Regions from separate parts of the Mus musculus genome. Here region 1 is linked to region 2. Evidence: chromatin contacts called from public HiChIP or PLAC-seq data. All regions are on one chromosome and are shown on one strand. Each heading gives the region's core, a stretch centred on a gene start, on an enhancer-like site or on the middle of the called end of the contact. The rest is flanking DNA. Distances are from core to core; before and after follow the strand shown. Region 1 overlaps Foxp1 (forkhead box P1). Region 2 has its middle 240 kb from the start of 4930595L18Rik.

Region 1 (5,739 bases), core at 1,509-4,008, 150 kb before region 2:
TTTAACTGCTCTATTGAAAATTCTCTACCACTAGTCAACATTATCTCTTAGTAGCTTAGCACAGTATTTCTTTATTAAAAGAAATAGGCACGAATATTTTTGACTGAAAAATTAATAGCTTTTGAATTCACACACAGCAGGTTTTCTTTTGCAAAGAAGTCCAATATCGCTGCACAGCACTTCTATAACCATTTATTTAGAGTCTAAGTCAAACCTTTGACAGCTAGAGCGCTGCTACAAGCCAGTATAAAGAACTCCAAGATGTAAACCAACAATAGGCCGTCTGTGTGAGGTTTGCCATTGTCAAATACATAGATTGTTTGGATTAGTTTATGTAAATGTACTGTTGTATTACCCTTTGGAAAAAAAATCACATTTGTGTATGAAAAGTGGTTCTCCTCACAGGCAGCATTATAAATTCCTTATCCTTTAACTTACATGTAAGAAGTAAAAATTGGTGCCTGACACGTAGATATTGTGTGACACTCTGTTGTCGGAGTGAACCTGCCTCCTTTTCATTTATTGGAAAATAGAAAATTTTATTATAGATACCATCTTAGAAATCAGGAATTATTAAAATATGTATAGGTGAGGCATTGGAAAATTAATTATAAAAGATAGACGTGTAATGTTTTGCATAAATTTTCACTTCCTTGCCAAAAGAAAAGAAAAGAAAAAAAAAAGGCCCATGCATATTTCAGACCCTGTGATGCTTTCAACTGTAGGGACTGGGAGCTATCTGGTGACTGATCCTAACATTCAAAATATTCCCTACAGCCCGTAATTAATTTATTCCTCCCTAAATAATGGAACGGCTGGTGAGCGTTTGAATGAGTATCATTCTAGAATCTGTGGTTTGAAAGAAATAGTCCCCAAGTTTCACATCTCACCATAGGTGGGGACTTCCACGTTACGTCCTTGCCAGTGGGCTTATGAAGCTGTCTCTTTTTCCATTCCTCTTTAAAAGGGAACTTGGTGTTCATTTTAAAACTTAGTCACTAAGTGATAGAGTGCTTTGCTGCAATTGTGGCCCTTCAGTGAGTGCCATCTGGGTGGCAAGAGTCTCTCGTATCCAGTGGTCCACCCTGCCCCCCAGTTCATCCCCTCCAAGAGCTGCCAATCCATTCTCAGATGGTTCTTATGTCAGCCCAGAGATGCATTTTCCGTGTCTTGAGATGTGGATAGTTAGAAGATGTGCACATTCTTAAGGCTGTGCCCAAGGGTATAGATGAGGCTTTGAGCTCAACCCACGATGAGCTGGAAGCATATGGCCAATGGGAACAGTATCCCAGGCCTTGGGTCCTTGGGCAGCATGTCTTCTGACAGCCATTGCACCTCTTCCCTCAGAATTGGAACTCCTAAATTTAGAAACCAATTCTTTCTGTCCTGAGATAGTTACTTGGCCACCATGACAGACCGAGCATGATCAAATGAGAAAGACCTAACTTGCCAGGGAGGTGTTGGGAGTCTTGCGGATAAGCTACCAGATAAGTGTATGCATGTATCTCATACATACTCATACACATGCAGACTGTTTACTGTATAGAGAATGCTGTATGCGACTAGGAAATGTGACCTGGGGGAATGACGTGTCATTTGAAACCTAGAAGCTGGGTTGGACTCTCTGGAAGGAAAGCGAGGGATGGGAGTGGAAGAAGGACATGTTCAGTGAGGGTCAGCGGAGAGGAGTGGAAAGAATAATCAATCTCAGAAATCCACTGCCATTTCAGCCAGGCCCTGCTTAGCTAGAATCTAGCAAGTTCTAGAGTGCCCAGAGAGAAAGGGCTGTTGTTGACATGTGTTTACAGAAGCCAAATTTGTTGTCGTTTAAGATTTTAAAGTTCTGCTGTTTCCCACGGAAAGCGAAGCAACAGCAAGGGGGAAGAAAATAGCCTGCAATTCCTTTGTTCCAAAACCTAGTTCCATTCCCAGGGCAAGCAGCACACTGTCTATACTTAACTCCATGAAGGATTGGCTGAGATTGATCTGTAGGTGGGGGAGGACAGAACTCAACACAGAGCGACCAAAGGAAACATGCTAGGCCTTCATTAAGGGGCTGATGACTTTTTACAGAGACATTTGGTCATGCTGTTTGTTAGGAGTGTGCAGTGGAAATTCCACTTCATAACTCGGAATCGGGGAGCACCTTCAGGTTCATTTTTTGGGGGGGAGGGGTGCTGGGGGGGGGTCCTGCACTTGTGAGAACTACTCCCCATGCCTGGAGAAACCACATTCTTTGCGATTTGGTGGGCAAGTAACTACAGCACTGGTAGAAGAGACTGCTTTATGAAAAACTTTATAATACACTTTTGGAGTGAAATGCAGCTGGAGATTTTCCCCTCTGTACATTCCCTTCTAGACTCCAACTCTAGCAATTAGGACTGTTTTGAAATAGCTTTTAGCTCCTATCAAAACAGAGTGCTCCCTCTACTCCACCCCCCTTTTTAAAAAAAAAAATCCCATGAACTTCAAGGGGTGGGTGATCAGGTGTGGGCTGCAGGAGCCTTGGAGCAGTAATGGCAGCCTGTCTGTCATAAAGAGGAGCTCTCACATGCAGCACACAAAAGCTGTTTTATAGACTGGTTTTGTTAAGTCCCCTTCCTCACCTCAGGTTTGTTGTCCCTGTCCCTGCCAGAAATGCCACCCTCTGAGTCTGTAGAATAAGCCTCTCTCCCTGTCAGTGCACAGAGTCCTCTCCAAAGGCCTCTGCTCTGCCACCCACTGCCCTGCCCTCTGTCCCTGGAGTCTGAACTTGGTGATTCATGCCTACAAAGGCAGCTTGCAGTCTCTGAACGTTGCAGGTGGGGGCAGGACCTGAGCCTCTCTGGCCCATCCAGCCAACAGCAGAGAAACCAGTTCTGCGAGCCTGCAGTCCCTTCTGTGCCGCTGGCCTCTGCTGTTTTGGTTTCAGGTTTTTCTTTTGTTCTCAGAATCTGTTTTCATGAGAAGCAAGAGCACAAACAAAAACAAAACAAAACAAAAAGTTCTTGTGGGAATACTCCCTAGCAAGTCAGTTTCTGTCTCGAGGTTCACACCAGCGGTTTGTTTGTTTATTATTTTTTAAAATGTGAGTGACTCACTGTCCTTACTCGGGAGGGAAATGTGCTGTGGAGGAACTAAAGATTGATTTTTGTTTTTAGAAAGAACAAAGTAACATTGGGCTGCTGATAGTTGGGATAGTTTCAGTGGTAGAAGCTTCCAAGAAAGTCCTTCAGTAACTAAACTAAGGTTGAAAAGGCTTGATAGCACAGTTGTTTGTATTTTTACTTACAGTCTAAAAGCCTGCAGCAACTTTAACTGACATAAGAATTTAGCTCCTGGCCAGAGTTTGAAAGAGATTATCTTTGCTGAAATCATCCCCTCCGTGGCAACTTGCCATGGAGAAAAATATCTGCGTTACTAGCTTTTCTAAACATAGCAACCTCTTCCTAAATAGAAAATGAGCACAATGAGAAAAACGGGCTTTCCATTAGGGAGAGAAACCCTCCCAGTCGGATGCCTTCCTGCGCCATGCCCAGGGCGCTCTTCTAAAACCTTACTTACACTTAGAAACATAAACCATCGAGGGGCTTCCCTTTCTTATTGATGACTGTATAGAGATTCAATAATTTCCAATTAAGATAAATATTTCAAGGTAACAGGGGAAAAAAAGAAACCTACCCCAAACTGTTCCCAATGATTTGATCTTTTATCTGTGCGTGTGCGGGCACGCAGGCATGTGTATCCGAGGTCAGTGCCCCATGTGTTCTTCAATCATTTCCCCACCTTATTTTTTGAGACACGATCTCTCACTGAGCCCGGAGGGCCTGTTTAGCTAGGCCATCTTGCTTAGAAAGCCCTGAGAGTCCTCCTGTCTTTGCCTTCCCATGGCTGGCATTATAGGGCACGGACCCATCACTCCCGAAATGCTGAGGATGTGAGAGCTCCGGTCTTCCTCCTTAGGCAAGCTCTTTCCTGACTGAGTCATTCGCTGCAGCACCCTAGTTTGCTCTTCTAGGCTTGTGGTAGGGCTCATGATTATTCTGTTTTCAATGTTCTTGGTAGAGTCCTTCTTGGTAAGAACAGGCTTTATATGAACACAGTATTTTTTTTTTAATCTTTCTTGGTAGCCCCCCTACTCAACCTTTTCTCCTTGAGAGTGAAACACACACGCAAGCTCGAGCACACACACACACGCGCACGCACACACGTGATGGCCAGACAGACGGTTAAAAGTTAAGAACTTGCACAGCAGCTGCCAGGGTTGTGTCTCATTAACGTGTTGGTCCGGACTTCTGATGGTCTTGGATGGCAAAGCTCCCTGTTTGGAGTTCCCAGTTTTTTTTGTTTTTTTTTTTGTTCTTCCCTCACAGGCTACAGTCATGTTTAATTTAGAATCCAGGCTCCTTTGGCAAATTAGCAATTAGAACAATTTTGTGGGAATATGTATATGTGTCATTAGTTTTTCTGCAAATTAATAGCCAGGGCAGAGGTCAGGCAGAAATTTTCCACTTGACTGAAGCTTTTCCATTGAGACGTGGCACTTGGGTTTGGAATGGCCGCAGCTGTTCCCAGACACCCTTTTCCTCTAGGAACTGTCTTTTAATTAGTTTACCTCATAGCCATCATTACAAATATTACTGTCTCCCCTCCCTGAAATAAAATTACTGTTTCTACAAAATATTCCAGCGACATTGTGCACCACTGCACATTCATGGCGGGGGTCAGTCGAATGCACCATTTAAATCATTAGATCACCTCCGTCCGCTTCTCCTAATTAGAGTCCTTACAATACATTTTTATCTGGTAATTAGCTGAGATTGGCTGCTTCCTCTGTGGCTTATTAGAGACAGCCCAGCAGTGGGTGTGAATCACGGTGTCATTTGCCAAGCCTGGTAAACCTCTCTTCAGGCTCAGTGTTTACTCCCAGTTCCTACCTACATTCAAAAGCATCCAGAAAATTCGGCCTGCGTTGCTGTCTTCCAGTCTCGTGCCAGCACTAGAAGGATCTGTTTTTTCATTGTTGCTGTCAAGGGCAGAACTGGTCCAAGTATTATTGAACCCCATAGGAAAGCTGCAAGAGTCACATTCTTTGCACACCTAATGGCATGTCTCTGTGTGTGGGTTCACCAGTTCCTCTCAGATCTTTCAAAACGATGGGTTCGTAACTGCTGAATGGTTCCATAGGACTTGCCGGACTTCCTTACAGAGCTGGCAGGGGGCGACGGGATAATGTTCTTAGGCTAGGAGGAGAAGTCAGGATCTAGGGTGAGACCCCAGAGAAGCTGCCCAGGCTTTATGCCTGCTTTTGACAGTAAGTGCTTCAAGGACAGCAGCTCTGTGGTTTAGTTCAGCTTCCAAGCCTGTGGAAGTTCTTGGTAATATTTATTGAGTGTCATTCATAAGCGTGGATAAAAGCTGTTCTCGGGATCTTTTCCAGAAGCAAGCATAACTGAGAGGTAGAGATGTTTATAGCATTCATTTAGACATTAGCTGGGCATAAGTAGCGGGTGCAGAGGCTGTAGGGCCATACAAGCACGTGGATTGACTTTGAGTCTGAGTCAAGAGATGGACAAGCTTCTCTTTCAGTCTTTGTAAACCACGAGTAGTTTGTAGGACGGTGAATGAAATGAGGCCTCTCAGAGCATGGGTTTTAGAGTGTGTATTTTTATGAACGGTATCTGTGGCTTTCCATGCTCAGGCTTTTCAGCATTCGAAGGATCAAACCTTTGTATTTAGGATCTTTCTACACTAATTTCC
Region 2 (5,951 bases), core at 386-2,885:
CTCCCCTTCCATTTTAATTGAACTCACCTGGGGAACTGAATTCAAGAGCCTGTCGTCACCCAGTCCAAATGGGAAATTTAGTCTCTCTTTAGCTTGGCTGGACCAAGGAGTATCCTTGGCTCTCTTCGAGGAAGGGCAATATACAGCCACTAAATTACTAACTTCCAAATATCATTTTTTTAAAAAAACCTTAACAATATTAAGGACGTTAATACCCAACGGTGGGAGGGTTTTGTGACGGTGGCATTAAGCCACTTGCACGGAGGCTCCATCACAGGTACTGTTTCCTATCTGAAGAAAGCAACTAGCTCAGGGTTTGTGCGCTCTCAGCGTTGCTGCAAAATCAGACTTTTGAGAATTTTACGTCGCCTTGAATTGCTTTTTAGCACAGTCTACAGAAGTAAAAGTTCTAAATCTGCCTGGTTACAGACAAACCAAGTAAAAAGCCAGCTTTGTACTGGCAAAGCCTCGCTACAGGAACTGTTTCAAAAGGCAGACTGTAACAATGTGAAAGAGGCAGATTGTAACAATGTGAAAGAGGCAGACTGTAACAATGTGAGAGCAAAGTATTGTTCTTTATTGAATGCATGAAACAGGCTGTCATTGCAAATGAGGCTGTAGGAACACTCAAAGGTCACATGAAGTGCCAGATCCCTGGTGTGGCAGATGTCCTGCTATATGGGTGAAAATGTTTACACACGTATGTCGTGGCTGGTGGGCTTGTTTACACACACATGTGTAGATACAGGCTCTATTTTCCGTAAAAGTTCACTGATCCATTGCAAGTTGATTCAAGATAATATCTACTAAAGTTCTCCAGATGGCCAGAAATTCTTGCATTTTTCTAATGAGAAATATAGGATAATAAAACATATAAAAAGAAATCTAGATTTAGAGTCATACAAGCCTTGTATATTGAGAATTAAAACAACCAGATCTAGTTACATGCTAAATATACTCTGTATACGCAGTGTTGTCACAAAACACAGAGAGGCTGGACTAAAAGCCCCACCATAAAAGGAAGGTGGCATTCTAGTGATAAGATTTAGGACTTACGTGACATGATTGAACTGGTCAGTGTCAGAGTCCGTCCCTCCCACAGCTCCTGAACCCTGCTGGACATTCTCTGAGTTTATTTGTCTGGGCCTTGGTGGTGTTCTAGACCTAAACATGTCCCATGAGCCCTTGATGTCATAACATTAATGGAGTTGTGTATTTTTTAACTTCCACACCAGGACATCATTCAGTTTCATCTACTGCCTGAGAAGACAACAGTCCATAATCAAATAATTCTATCAAATTAGATGAAACATGTGGGCTGGTTTAAAATTGATCGGCGGTGAGACTTTCAATCCTGGGATCCGTTTAAAAGTGGCCCCATGGAAGCCACCTGGCACATTGCCCTGAGCTCTAACGCTGCCTGGTTTACATGGAATGACCTGTGGGTTGGCCATCTCAGAGTATTATAAACAACCTACTCTCCCCAAATGTAACAAAGAGCTAAGATTGTACAAGCGGGGAAGACATTTGAGAAATGATAAACAACCCTGAGGATTGGAGTATTTATTCTAGGCTGCTTATGATGACATATTTTTATAACACTTGTCTGGGTGCCAGGAAATGGCAGGATGGAAAATCACATTCCCCAAATAAGTGTAGGGTGTGTCACCCTGAATGGCTTCCATCTCCAGCAAACTCTATTGATAGCGGAGACAGAGCTTAAAGGTGCAAGAGAGATTTAATCCCCCTCAAAATGTCTTTGAAGAACCTTATGTTCAAAGAAAGCTGCTTTTTTTTCTTTCTTTTTTTTTCTCTTAAAAAAAAATTGCTCGTTTCCAGTGTTGCTAATTTGTGATCTTTAGAAAAGTCTAGTGTATTTTCAGACCTTAATGCACCTTCAGTGAGAAAGGTTTCTACATTCAGTTAATAGGCAATCTTTCTTTTAGACAGGAAGGGCCTTCTGTTTAAAAAAAACAATAAATATACTTTAAAAAAAAACAAGCAAAGAAGGAATGTGAATAATCTGAGCTTTGGTTTTAAAGTTTTTTGATTTGGTAGTTTAGGGGTCAACCTGGAGAGAAATTGAAAAAAAAATGAGAACAATTCTTATATATTTTTGTTCTCACATTGGGGCTCATGCACTAGAAGTCATTCGTCATTTCCATTGAAGAGCAACTTGAAACGGGGTGGGGTAGGGCTTGGATCAGAGCCTGCTGGCCTTCTAAGTGCGCTAGGGTCACTCTTCTTTGTGATGTAACCCAACGTGGAGTTTCAAGTACAATGCAAACCAGAGCTGGCCAGTAAGAGAACCATGAGCATTTTCAGCTCAAGTAATTAAATTTACATGTGCAAGTTATGAGCTGCCACAGAGGCTATGCAAAAATTGGACTTAGAAAGTACTTTCCTCTCCTCTGAAAAATCAGAACTCTCACGGACAGCGTTTGGACCCTTGAGCCCAGCTTCACCCTGGCAAAGTGATACTCCATTATCAGTGACATAAGAAACCAGGGGATTTGCAATTATGGCTTTGTTCAGCTAAGGACTGAAAAGCACAGACGATTTACAGCCAGTCCATCCCAAATCCTATACGCACTGGTATTATTTAGTAGATAAAGCTACATAGGCTAGGATTTGCAAGAGGTATGCACTAGCTCTAGGGAACATAGTAAGAAAGTTGTCTTTCAGTAACCAAATCTAAACCCACAGTTTCCAAAGGTCTCGGAAAACTGGCTTCCTCTGGGGTGAAGGCTACTCATTGAAGTTTATCTTAGAACCTTCATGAAGTCAGAGAGAAGAAGGCCAATTTCATTCTGTCTGATTATGCAACAGTGAGCCTCCAGCAAAGGTATGTGGCATTCCAGGACCCAAGCATCCAGTATCTGACAGCTTCAGGGGCTATAATCCTATGGGTGTCCTCAGAAAGCCCTGCACCTCTGCCAATCTGTAGTCACCATTGTCAATCATTGTTACATAGTCTAGGCTGGCCTCAAACTCAAGATTCTGGAGTGCTGCAGCCTCCCATTATACACATATATTAAACATACATGTATGTGTATGTGTTTGTAAACACGTGTAATCATTATATAGATTTCTCTTCTCCCTTATCACATATCACCTTTAAGAGGTTCTGGAACACAGTATTTTGAGGGATCCAGCATCATGGAAATTTATAAGGACTCAAAATAGTATAAAATCAGTTACAGAAGCTCTGAGTTTCCAGAGATAATTAGTTAAAACTTGGTTGTATCAAACTCAAAGACAAAAACCACATGATCATCTCGTTAGATGTAGAGAAAGCATTTGACAAAATCTAACACCCATTCATGATAAAAGTCTTGGAAAGATCAGGAATTCAAGGCCCATACCTAACCATGATAAAAGCAATCTACAGCAAACCAGTAGCCAACATCAAAGTAAATGGTGAGAAACTGGAAGCAATCCCACTAAAATCAGGGACTAGACAAGGCTGTCCACTCTCACCCTACCTTTTCAACATTGTACTTGAAGTCCTAGCCAGAGCAATTAGACAACAAAAGGAGATTGAGGAGATACAAATTGGAAAAAGATGAAGTCAAAATATCACTTTTTGCAGATGATATGATAGTATATATAAGTGACCCTAAAAATTCCACCAGAGAACTCCTAAATCTGATAAACAGCTTCAAAGAAGTAGCTGGATATAAAATTAACTCAAACAAGTCAATGGCCTTTCTGTACACAAAGGATAAACAGGCTGAGAAAGAAATTAGGGAAACAACACCTTTCTCAATAGTCACAAATAAAATAAAATACCTTGTCGTGACTCTAACTAAGGAAGTGAAAGATCTGTATGATAAGAACTTCAAGTCTCTGAAGAAAGAAATTAAAGAAGATCTCAGAAGATGGAAAGATCTCCCATGCTCATGGATTGGCAGGATCAACATTGTAAAAATGGGTATTTTGCCAAAAGCAATCTACAGATTCAATGCAACCCCCATCAAAATTCCAACTCAATTCTTCAACGAATTAGAAAGGGCAATCGGCAGATTCATCTGGAATAACAAAAAACCTAGGATAGCAAAAACTCTTCTCAAGGATAAAAGAACCTCTGGTGGAATCACCATGCCTGACCTAAAGCTTTACTACAGAGCAATTGTGGTAAAAACTGCATGGTACTGGTATAGTGACAGAAAAGTAGACCAATGGAACAGAATTGAAGACCCAGAGATGAACCCACACACCTATGGTCACTTGATCTTTAACAAGGGAGCTAAAACCATCCAGTGGAAAAAAGACAGCATTTTCAACAAATGGTGCTGGCACAACTGGCTGTTATCATGTAGAAGAATGAGAATTGATCCATTCCTATCTCCTTGTACTAAGGTCAAATATAAGTGGATTAAGGAACTCCACATAAAACCAGAAACACTGAAACATATAGAGGAGAAAGTAGGGGAAAGCCTCAAAGATATGGGTACAGGGGAAAAATTCCTGAATAGAACAGCAATGGCTTGTGCTGTAAAATCATGAATCGATAAATGGGACCTCATTAAGTTGCAAAGCTTCTGCAAGGTAAAAGACACTGTCAATAAGACAAAAAGACCACCAACAGATTGGGAAAGGATCTTTACCTATCCTAAATCAGATAGGGGACTAATATCCAACATATATAAAGAACTCAAGAAGGTGGACTCCCGAAAATCAAATAACCCCATTAAAAATTGGGGCTCAGAGCTGAACAAAGAATTCTCATCTGAGGAATACCGAATGGCAGAGAAGCACCTGAAAAAATGTTCAACATCCTTAATCATCAGGGAAATGCAAATCAAAACAACCCTGAGATTCCACCTCACACCAGTCAGAATGGCTAAGATAAAAAATTGAGGTGACAGCAGATGCTGGCGAGGATGTGGAGAAAGAGGAACACTCCTCCATTCTTGGTGGGATTGCAAGCTTGTACTCTGGAAATCAGTCTGGCGGTTCCTCAGAAAATTGGACATAGTACTATGGGAGGATCCCGCAATACCTCTCCTAGGCATATATCCAGAAGATGTTCCAACCAGTAAGAAGGACACATGCTCCACTATGTTCATAACAGCCTTATTTATAATGGCCAGAAGCTGGAAAGAACCCAGATGCCCCTCAACAGAGGAATGGATATAGAAAATGTGGTACATTTACACAATGGAGTACTACTCAGCTATTAAAAAGAATGAATTTATGAAATTTCTAGCCAAATGGATGGACCTGGAGGGCATCATCTTGAGTGAGGTAACCCAATCACAAAGGAACTCACACAATATGTACTCACTGATAAGTGGATATTAGCCCAAAACCTAGGATACCCAAGATATAAGATACAATTTGCTAAACGCATGAAACTCAAGAAGAATGAAGACCAAAGTGTGGACACTTTGCCCCTTCTTAGAATTGGGAACAAAACACCCATGGAAGGAGTTACAGGGACAAAATTTGGAGCTGTGACGAAAGGATGGACCATCCAGAGACTGCCATATCCAGGGATCCATCCCAAAATCAGCTTCCAAACGCTGACACCATTGCATACACTAGCAAGATTTTGCTGAAGGACCCAGCTATATCTGGATATAGCTGTCTCTTGTGAGACTATGCCGGGGCCTAGCAAACACAGAAGTGGATGCTCACAGTCAGCTATTGGATGGATCACACGGCCCCCAATGGAGGAGCTAGAGAAAGTACCCAAGGAGCTAAAGGAATCTGCAACCCTATAGGTGGAACAATATTATGAACTAACCAGTACCCCGGAGCTCTTGACTCTAGCTGCATATGTATCAAAAGATGGCCTTGTCGGCCATCACTGGAAAGAGAGGCCCATTGGACTTGCAAACTTTATATGCCCCAGTACAGGGGAACGCCTGGGCCAAAAAGTGGGAGTGGGTGAGTAGGGGAGTTGGGGAGGGTATGGGGGACTTTTGGGATAGCATTGGAAATGT

What was found. HiChIP or PLAC-seq counts read pairs in DNA pulled down with a chosen protein or histone mark.
Region 1: a contact with region 2 is called in an HNF4G HiChIP or PLAC-seq map of pancreatic cancer cells. The contact joins two enhancer-like sites. A contact is called at or near these places in 2 of 484 Hi-C or Micro-C datasets (the N1E-115 cell line and nephron progenitors) and 1 of 115 datasets of contacts at active chromatin or transcription factors (pancreatic cancer cells).

What each region holds. Positions count from the first base shown.
Region 1 is chr6:98,947,125-98,952,863 of GRCm38.p6, reverse strand. The region is part of intron 12 of Foxp1 (forkhead box P1); the gene reads left to right. Among named protein-coding and RNA genes, the nearest start is that of Gm38865, 180 kb to the left of the region's middle. Within about 2 kb of position 2,758, at least 140 of the 459 cell types and tissues checked have an H3K27ac peak or open chromatin away from gene starts, as enhancers often do. A contact at or near this core is called in pancreatic cancer cells, where this site is marked.
Region 2 is chr6:98,793,140-98,799,090 of GRCm38.p6, reverse strand. No RefSeq gene overlaps it. Among named protein-coding and RNA genes, the nearest start is that of 4930595L18Rik, 240 kb to the right of the region's middle. Within about 2 kb of position 1,635, at least 36 of the 459 cell types and tissues checked have an H3K27ac peak or open chromatin away from gene starts, as enhancers often do. A contact at or near this core is called in pancreatic cancer cells, where this site is marked.